Regions from separate parts of the Mus musculus genome. Here region 1 is linked to region 2. A link is a contact called in public promoter capture Hi-C data. All regions are on one chromosome and are shown on one strand. The core of a region is the stretch at or near the end of the contact, and the rest is flanking DNA. Distances in the headings are between cores, read along the strand shown.

Region 1 (5,149 bases), core at 1,755-4,254, 140 kb after region 2:
TTTACAAATACTAAGATGTGGAGCCAAGGTGTGACTCATAGCATCTGATACTATAATTCAGATTTTCACCAATCACAATGACTTAATACAATAATGGAGCAGCAGACTGAAAAATATAAGGACATTCAGGTGGGGCATGGTGGCACAGCCTGTGACACTAGCATACAGGAGTCTGAGACATGGGATATGAGGCTCTGACTCAAACAAGAACAACTCCAATGAAGCCATAAGCAGAGTGAGGCTGAGAGACAAGCAAAGCAGCAGTGTCGTACCGTCGTCGTCATTCCATCTTTAATCAAAATCATAGCGCATTTGACACATACAAGTGTCCAGACCTTCAGTGACTTTTGCATGTCAAGATCCCTTTGCATAACATTTTGAGGCTAATTTCGTGCTATGAATTTACAAATGTACAACATAAAAATACACTTGGAGTCCATTCCATGTAAGTTTAAAAGCTTTAAATGCAATAGACATACAATGTAAAGATATTTAAAATAAAAATTACAAAATGAGCACAAAGAAGTCTTCCCTTTGGAATTTTTAATAAAATACTGCTCTGTCTAAGATCTAATCAGAAATTCCAGTTAGTTACAAAATAGTTACATGACAAAAGAATCAAGGAAGATAGATATATATGAAATCACACTATTAAAATGAAGCAAATGTTAAAACACTTTGATATACAGCATACCACCCATTACTCAGAGTCAAGTGAAAACACTCAAAGTAATTTGTGCAGCAAAAGAAAATGTAAGATTCTTGAGACCAAGAAAAAAAGCTAAAATATAAAATCCAGCTGGGCAGTGGTGGCACACACCTTTAATTCTAACACTTGGGAGGCAGAAGCAGGAGGATCTCTGAGAGTTCGAGGCCAGCCTGGTCTACAGAGTGAGTTCCAGGACAGCCAGGGCTATACAGAGAAACCCTGCTTTGAAAAACAAAGCAAAAGTCCAACACACACACACACACACACACATAGATAGACACACCCATAACTGTAAAGGAAAGGCAGGATTAATGAGCTTAAAGGACACTGGGCCTGGGGCCAAACTCTGTAACCTCAAAACCCAGGAGGTGGAGGCAGGAGGACTGAAGGGCTAGATAGCAAGAGGAATTGGAGAAGGGGGAAGAAAGAGAAAGCCCGAGTGAACAAGAGTTATAAGGACTTACAGCAGGCTTCAGAGAAAATTTTCACCCCCATGATTTCGAGAGAAACAGAACAAGTACTTGGCTTCTAATGCAGTTACACAGACCATTACCTTTTGCAACATTGGCAGTAATGAGCCAACTGGGGGTGAGGGGTGGTGGTGGTGGTGGTGGGAATTCACATCTACAGGTTTCACTGTGCCAAAATGAAACCTGGAAAGCAGTCTCCTTCACCAGCTGTACTTGAGCTCAGTCTCTGCAGAGCAGGGAGTTTCCACCCGAAGGCAGACACACAGATTCTCAACATTCTTCAACTATTTTCTTCTATCCTCTCTCAGAAAGAAGGACATGTGCTGTATGAGCTAACGCACATGATGTGTGATGGTAAACATGGGTCTGCCTGTCTGCTTTTCCCCATTGCTGGAGAGCTGCTGCCCCTCTCCAGCTGTTTCTTACTGTGCCCTGGCACAAAGCGAGGATGTCTAACAGGAATATAAATTAAGTCAGTCTGAAAAACACTAAAAACTTAAGCTTTGTTTTCTTCTAGCAAAGGGGGTGTCTGCACTTTGTTGAAAACAACAACACTGCCACAACATAAAATGCACACAAACAGCTGCACTTTGAGACCTGTCACTATTTCTAAAAAATAATGATTCTTTTCTTTTTTTTTTTTTTTTAGTGATCGATTTAAAAAAAAAAAAAGATACCGGATGCCTTTCATAGTAATTTTTTTTTTTTTTTGAGACAGGGTTTCTCTGTGTAGCTCTGGCTGTCCTTGAACTCACTTTGTAGACCAGGCTGGCCTTGAACTCAGAAATCCACCTGCCTCTGCCTCCCGAGTGCTGGGATCAAAGGTGTGCTCCACCATGCCCAGCTATCAGTAATTTCTAACAGATTCTCTTCTATAATAAAAGAAAAATCTGGAAGCAAGATAGCACAAAGAACATTTATCCGAGAAGATCTGTGTGAGCGCTACCTTCTGTGGAGTTCTGCTATATAAGGTGGGAACTAGATAACCACTATGAAAAGTATTTGTTGATTCAAAAAGAATAGTTACGTAAAAAGAGAGCAAATAAGATGACTCTCTAGTTCATTTCCTTAAGCTAAGTCAGTACCTTACACTCTGCAAACAGCACTGCATCTCACCTGTCTCTTCGCCTCCTCCCCTAGAGCCAAGACTCCAGAACTCTCTAGTCACAAAGTGAGCACGGGACTCTCGGTGTGGGAATGGAGTACACGTTGAGAGGCAGCAACACCTTCCTTCTGCTCATCACAGAAGGCGGGAAGTACCTTCAGACTTCATTACTGCCTGGCTGCCTTGAATTCACGGAACCTCCTGCTATAGACAGCTTCCAGAGCACTGGAACTGGAGACGTGCACTACTGAGCCCAGAGAAGGAAAATCTGTAATTTAAACTGAGGTTTAGAGGGAATAAAGTTTTGACACAACTGAGGTTTAGATATTTAAGCCTTTAGTCTATGAAGTTCTTAGGTCAATGAATCCATTGGCCAGGAAATGTACAAAATTGAGAAAGGGAGACACAGCTGAAAGGACCCATCTTCTAATGAACTTAATTTGCTTAACAAAGAAAGACTTGTTGAACAAAGATATTAACAATCATTTCCAGTGAGGAGAGGAAGGCTTAATCAAATAAATAACTTTTCTAGTTACACGGAAACAGACAATCTGGGGGAAGTGTTCCTTCTGGGACCACAGCCCACCATTTCCAAAGGTTCTTAGATTGAATAGCCAAATGAACATATTTTAAAAGCTCGAGGGTGGTTTCAGACTGACTCATCCCAACTGGCTATATGGTTGCCACAGCCCATGTATGTTTCAGAGATGTGCTCCTCCCCCGCAGACACGTGTCAGGAGATCCAGTGTCCTCAGAGCTCTGCTGCTGCTCCCTAGCTGCCAGGACGGAATCCTCTCCTTTTCTTTGCAAGCTTGACTCTTAGCATTTGCTCTCTATTTTTAAAAGGAAGGCAAAGGCTCTTCTTACTCTGCTTTCCATGCAGAATTACTAGCTTGTTGTGCACAGTTTTTGGAGAATCCTCACTGGTTCAATGGCACTGTGTTTACTCAAATTTCTCATGGAATTGTCAGAACAACTCCTTCCTCTGTTTCGACAGGGGACATGGTTGTGCAGCACGGTGAATTTATCCCACAGGAGCGAGCGAGGGTACAGCAAACGTAAGTGAGGTAACAAATACTACACATTTCAACGCTCTCGGAAGGAGTTACCATAGCATCGCCACAGCCTAACTTCCCTCGCGTCTGCAATGGATGCGTCCCTTGAAAACAGAGTTTGGGAGCAACAAAGGCAAACACTGCGAATGGCCTGAACCTTCCCACAGTGCCCCAGCAAGAAGTTTCTACTAACAGAAGACAAAGTTACAGAAATTCACATGACCATAGAAAATAAAGATAGCTATCATTTACCTCTTAACTAAAGGCACTACTAGTATCCATATATCCTGCCATCACCTAGAGAAACACTGAAATTAGCACAGAAAGGAATTCAACACCAGCATTTGTAAGAAACAGTAAGACTATTTTAAGACTTATGGCAGAGTCTCCATGACGTAAATTAAATACACACAATGAGCAGCTCCATATAAAGACTGGTTCCTACTTTTGAAAAAGTACGATCATTTTTACTCTTTAAAAATATAAGCATATCACAAAACTAAAAGATCAATATGTTTATATATAAATGCACGCCATCATGTCCTTGAGAAAATTTCATAAATTCCAAATCATTTCAACAGTGTGAGCAACACACATCCAGGAGTGACACGCAGAGACAAAATGCAACAGCACTGAGCAGTTCAGCAGGTGCTAAAATGCACAACCAGAATGGGACAGGCAGTAAAAAATGTCCACACAAAAAGACATGTTGGAATTGTTAAAAAGTTTACATTTTTACCAGTCCCAGGAAGCTCTACACACAGACCCACAACGAGTTTTCACATATGTGAAGTAAGCAGAGAAAAAGCCACATAAGGAAGTGTGGTGACGCATGCTGGAATCTCAGAACATGGAGGATTACCATGAGTACCCGGCCAGCCAGGACTACACAGCAAGACCCCGTCTCAAAAGAAAAAAAAATATCAACAAAGCAAATATAACCCAAGAAGCCTAAAAAAGCATAGTGATTAACGTTCTGTACTGTACTCTATTGCAGTCTGATTTGTAATCGCTGTACCCTGGAGATTTTGAAACTTAATTCTATTAGGAATTCTGAATGCTGGTTTTTGAATAATCTAAAAAAATTCGTTATTTTTCAAATCTAGATTGCTATTCCTAGTTTGAAGCAGTCAGACGAATGCTCTGGAGAATCTTCTAAAGTTGCTTTGGTACAAGATTTAGAACAAAGCAGCACTGGCCGCATCAGCGCTCAATAGCTCCATGGCCACCGCCGGTGTGCGGTGTGCGTGCTCGCTCCAGAGCATCCGAGGGACTGATTTTGGCCACAGACGGCTGTGAACAGAGTGCAGGCCACTCTCCAGTCATGTTGTTCCATCATTACAAACAAATAAAACCCACACTTAGGAAATTACAAGGCCTAATTCATGCCGCATTTAGTTATCCCTCAATAATAGTGTAAAAAAGCTTGTTATGATGATAAGATAATGACTAATTTATAGTTCAAGGATCCTTCTAATGAGGAAGCCAATGGTTAGAGTGGTACATTTTAACATTCAGACCACTCATATTTACTGTAGTTTTTGGTTTTTGAAGCAAGGTCTGGCCAGGAACTCACTATGTAGTCCCACACAGTGAATATATGGCAACCCTTCTGTCTCAGATTCTAAAGCATGATGCTCATAGGTTATTACCATGCTCAGTTTGCTATTTATTTTAATACAAGGTTTAATTTTTCTTTTTTTACAGATTTATTGAGGTATCACTGATGTACAACAAATTGCACATATTTAAAGTGCACAATTTGATATATAGTCTTAAATAGCATGAAAAGTGCCTGGTAACTTAAAAA
Region 2 (4,995 bases), core at 1,443-3,942:
ATCTTTGGGCCAGAGTGAGCAAGGACTGAACAAGTGGGGCCGACCAGAGTGAGCAGGGTTGACCAGAGTGAGCAGAGGTCCAAAAATTCAATTCCCAACAACTACATGAAGGCTCACAACCATCTGTACAGCTATAGTGTTCTAATATACATAAAAATAAATAAATAAATAAATAAACAAACAAACAAATCTTTTAAAAGTATAAAAATAAAAGTTATCTTGCAAACCATTTCTAAGGGTTCATTAGCCTTCAGAAATCCTTAAAGTCCTGTTATCACAGGTTAAGATAGAAAGGTATTAAAAAGCAAGTACATTTAGTTTTGGGGGGAGGTGTAGGGGGTTGTTTGTTTGGAGGAGGGCACAGGTGTGGAACAGTCAGAGGATAACGTTCAGGATGAGCTCTGTCCATCCACACTGTGGATCCCTGAGACAGACAGAGATAAGGTCAGCAGACTTGGAGACAAGCACCTTTACCCACCGAACCATCTCGCCAGCCCCAATTTATAGTTAATCATCTTTAAAACCCTTACAACCCCCAATCTAGTTTCTTCTGAGGGCCATCATGACACATACCAAAGTAAACCTAAAAGATGAAGAAAGGAGTGCACAGCCTATTTCAAAGTGAGGTCTTGTTACTGCTGTTTTATATTTCCGGGGCTGGGCGTCAATCTAGGTTTAGGTAATTACCCTACCACTGCGCTATTGATGCCCCAGCCCTCAAACCGTACTGGAGGTCAGTTAAGAATTTTGGCTGCAAGGGTAAAACCTGCACACGGCAAGGACTACATATTCGCAAGGGGCGAGGGAAGGGAATTACGGCCACAAAATAGTAATATGAATAACTAAAACTACTTTACTATGCCTGGAATTAAGGCAACAGAAGGGTTTACTAAGTCTCGGGACTTTCTTAACAAATGTTAAGTGCTGCATTCCTGACTCTGCAACCACATGCCAGCACTGGCTACTGACACCATATCTGCCATAACACTAAACTAGTTCCAAGGCACAAGATGTTCTAAAACTAACTCTGCCCAGAGCCAGTACACAAGCGTGACAGAACCTGGGGTCTGGCCGGCGCCTTTATCTCCTGATGCAATTTGAGAATGGACACTTACATGAATTCCAGCAATGGGATAGTGGTAAAGCCTTAGTAAATCGTAAGATAATCAGTGACTGGAAGAGGCAAGATGCAAAACAAACATTTTATACTCAACTTTGAATTCTGCCACAGTGGAAAAGAGGCTAATGACTTAAACCATACTGCCTAGTTACGATGACTTCAAACCATTAGGAGAACAGAAAACAAATGACCCAGAAAAATTCTAAGTCAAATGAAACACAGCAGCTGGCTCTGTAGAGGGGTGTTTTCTAACCTGTGGGTCATGACCCCTTTCTAAAGGGAGTCGTTCTTGCCTAAGACCATCGGAAAACCTAAATATTTACATTGCAATTCATAACAGTAGCAAAATTACAGTTATGAAGTAGCAACAAAATGCTTTTATGGTTGGGGTCAGGTCACAGCATTAGGAAGGTTGAGAACTGCTGGCCTAGAGGAGGCAGGATAAGGGGTTGGAGCCCCTTGAGATGAAAGGAGGAAAGACAGAAGTCGCCAAAGGCTCAAAGGTACTTTCAACGAATGCTATGGAAAAAGAATGCAAAGTAAACATTTTGCTAGGCCAGGCTACAAGCCTGGTAACGATTTCAGCCGAAAAGGTGAAACAACATGGGGTCCAGAGTCTCCTCCAGCATCCAGGGTTACGTTATGCATTTAGTAGAAGTGAGCTTTGTTTCAAGTGCATTCCGGAGATTAGCCCTTTTCTCTCTCCCAACACCCTCCCCGTCCTCGCATAGGCAGATGTGGCTCACAGATGAACAAACTGAGCCCACACAAAGCACCGGAACACGGGCGAGTGAGTGTCCACGCACTTCACTGTGCCACCTCTCGGCGGAGCCCACAGTCACTTTCCCGCTGCTCTGTGCACAGCAACCAGGGCCTTGTGCAGAATTCCTCCCAGAACTTGGGCCGAGAAAGTAACCTCTACTTGAAAGGAAAAGTTCTCTTGGGGGAACCTGGGGGTCTTCCAGGTAGGGAGAGCTTTGGAACTCTGCAAAAGCACCCCGCAGAAACAGACTGGAGGATGGTGGATCACGAAGGGAGGAGGGAAAGTCAGAAGATCTGAGTGAGAAGCCCAAGTCAGCCCTTGCCCTTCCTGATCCCGGGTGATGGCGAGCCCGCGGGCTCCGGAGCCTCATCAGGTATTCCAGGGTTGCTTGGCCCCGCTGCAGAGAAATCCTGAGGACAAGCTGAGACTCCCGGGACAGGGCAGGGGAGAGCCGGCCGGCGGGGGGCCACGCCCGGTCCAAAGGCCCCTGGCGCGCAGGCCCGCGCCCTTTCCGGGACCTTACCGCAGCTTGGTGCAGAGGGGCCGCCGCCGGTCCACACAGCCCTCGGCCCACTCCCGGGGAGACGCTTCTTCGCGAGCCGCCGCTCCTCAGGCAGAGCCAGGTCCGCTCGGAGCAAGCTCCCGGCCGCGCAGCCGCGGTCTTCGCGCGCGTCGGAAGCCTGCAGTGCAGGAAGGGTCAAGGCGCGCCCCGCGTGCCAGGCAGCGACGGCCGCACAGCCCAGCGCGCCCGACGCCGTCCGCCCTCAGCGACACGGCCGCGGCGGCGCCGCTTCCCCCGCGCTCGCTTTGGCGGCGGAGCAGCACGGTGAGCGCCGATTGGCCCTCGGCTGGCATGACGCGCGCCGACGCTCTCCACGGATTGGCCGGGCCGCAGTGCGTGTAGGGAGTAAACAAAACCCGCCCCCAGGCTCGCCCCCAGGGCCAGAGGCGGAGGTGGGCGGCGGGCTTGCGGGAGCCTGCCCTGGTCTTTTGACCTCCAAAGCCACTCTCCGCTAGGGGCCGCCCTGAGGCTCTGCCTGCCGCTGGACCCCTGCCACCTAGAGGGCAGCCAGGCTCGCCCTTCCCCCTCCACCACATCAGCCCCTCTCCTCACCTCCACCCACCACCTCGCTTCTCTCAGCTCTAAAGTATGGTTCTCTTTTCCATCCCATCTCTCGGAAAGAAACCGGAACTAGGTCCTTACATCTGGACCATAGACCTCTGATGGGCCACTGCTCCAGGAACACTCGGAAGGCAGAGGGATAAGTGACCCTGAGGCCACACGTGGACCACTGTGGAGGTTGGTCATGCTTCAATTCCTGGGAAAGTGTAGCAATAAATTAAGGCCAGATGCCTTAATTTCGAAGTTGAACCGAAAAAGTTGGAGGCACACACTCTCAAATACCCAGTCATTTATTAAGAAATTCAGGTTGGCTTAGTGGCTCATGTCTTTAACCCCAGCACTCCTGAGGCAGACACTAGCATATCTCTTTAAGTCTAAGGCCAGCCTAGTCAACACAGTGAGTTCTGAGCCAGCCAGGGCTAGACACTTTGACCCTGCCCCCACCCCTCCAAAAAAAGGTGTTTCCCCCTTTCAAGTGCATGGATCCTGTATGAACTGTAGCTAATGTGGACGTTTGGAAGTAAGATAAGAAAATCCGACTTTAAAATACTTTGATCTTTTTCATTTTAATTTCCTCATAGCTCTATGAGCCAAATACTATTTATGATGCTAGGGCTGTGTGTACAAAAGAGACAAAAATTCTTGGCATAATTGAGCTTATGTTCCAGTGAGGTAGGAAAGATGCTTCTTAAAGTTCTTTAAAAAAAAATTCAGTGGTGTGATAAGGGAAACAACTCTGAGAGGGGGCTATTGATGTAAATACCAGCCCCAGAGTGTCAGCTCATGGTCTGGGTGGCAGAGTCGGGAGTTTAGACCAACTGAGTCTACATGAGATCCTTTCTCAAAAACATTAGATAGATAGATAGATAGATAGATAGATAGATAGATAGATAACAGTGAGATCCTTTCTCAAAAAATGATGATGTACATAGGTAGAAACTAAGGCAAGCAGACAGAAAAAATGCATAATGAGGTGAGGAAGCCAAGAGCAAACACCCTTGGCTTTCTCTTTGGAAGATTTGGAGACTATTTCTAGACAATTGTTATGGGTAAAATCCCAAAATTCCAAACATACAGTAATCCAAAAGTCTCAACTGAATGATTGCCTTTTGCACTGACAAGTGAATGTGGATTTATTTAATTTCCGCAGGAAACGTTGTTAAGGTATTGTGTTAAGCTTATTTAATAAATACTTAGCATGCTAGGTAATCGTGGTGAGCACCGTTAGTCCCAGCACTTGGGAAGCAGAGGTAGGTAGACCTCTGAGTTTCAGGCCAACCTAGCCTACAAAGTGGGTTCCAGGACAGCCAAGGATACACAGAGAAGCCCTGTCTCAAAACAAACAAACAAACAAACAAATTAGCAATCCTAGCATTAAGGATAAAAAGTCAGCATGACAGAAATAAGTCTTTACTTCAATCCAGTAGTGAAAAATTATGAAGCCCCTCAACATGTGTAGCCACAAGAGAGGCTGGCACATTAAATGTTTGGGTTAATGTGGAGAAAGGAATGCCCAAAATCTCATTACTTGTCAACTAAACACTACATGCCCATGCTAGAATGGGGTGGGGGTGGGGATATAAAAGTGTAGAGATCAAAGGACAACTTGCAGGAATTGATGCTTGTCTTCTACTGTGTGGGTCTTGAGGATTAACATAATGTTTTCAGGTTTGGAAACAAACGGCTTTACCCTCTGATTCATCTTACCATATTCCCTTAATTTCTTTCTAAAATGAAAACTTGAAGACAAAATTTCATTTGAACCAGTCACAGTGGTCCATGCCTTTAGTCCCAGCACTTGGGAGGCAGAGGCATGTAGATCTCTGTGAGGTTCAGGCCAGCCTGGTCTACATATTGAATAGGCAAGTCAGTGCTACATAAGGAATCATGTCTCAAAAAGTCAAAAAACAAAACAAAACAAAACAAAACAAAAACACAAAGAAAAAACAACCAAGATAAAACAAAATAAACCAAAAACCAACAAAAGAA

Evidence for each region. Promoter capture Hi-C pulls out the DNA fragments that hold promoters and counts their contacts.
Region 1: a contact with region 2 is called in a promoter capture Hi-C map of hippocampal neurons, with 2.3 times the contacts expected there. The contact joins the enhancer-like site here to the promoter of Tfdp2 in region 2. A contact is called at or near these places in 9 of 39 promoter capture datasets (the 3T3-L1 cell line, the C10 cell line, the HPC-7 cell line and 5 more), 2 of 484 Hi-C or Micro-C datasets (cerebral cortex and nephron progenitors), 2 of 115 datasets of contacts at active chromatin or transcription factors (embryonic stem cells and large pre-B cells) and 3 of 9 other capture datasets (embryonic stem cells, liver and pancreatic islet).

The regions. Positions count from the first base shown.
Region 1 is chr9:96,052,921-96,058,069 of GRCm38.p6, reverse strand. Xrn1 (5'-3' exoribonuclease 1) reads right to left here. Exons shown (of 42, transcript NM_001311130.1): 42 at 264-5,149. Among named protein-coding and RNA genes, the nearest start is that of Gk5, 64 kb to the left of the region's middle. Within about 2 kb of position 3,004, at least 23 of the 459 cell types and tissues checked have an H3K27ac peak or open chromatin away from gene starts, as enhancers often do. A contact at or near this core is called in cerebral cortex and hippocampal neurons, where this site is marked.
Region 2 is chr9:96,193,972-96,198,966 of GRCm38.p6, reverse strand. It overlaps Tfdp2 (transcription factor Dp 2), which reads right to left and starts at 2,692. Exons shown (of 13, transcript NM_001184706.1): 1 at 2,407-2,692.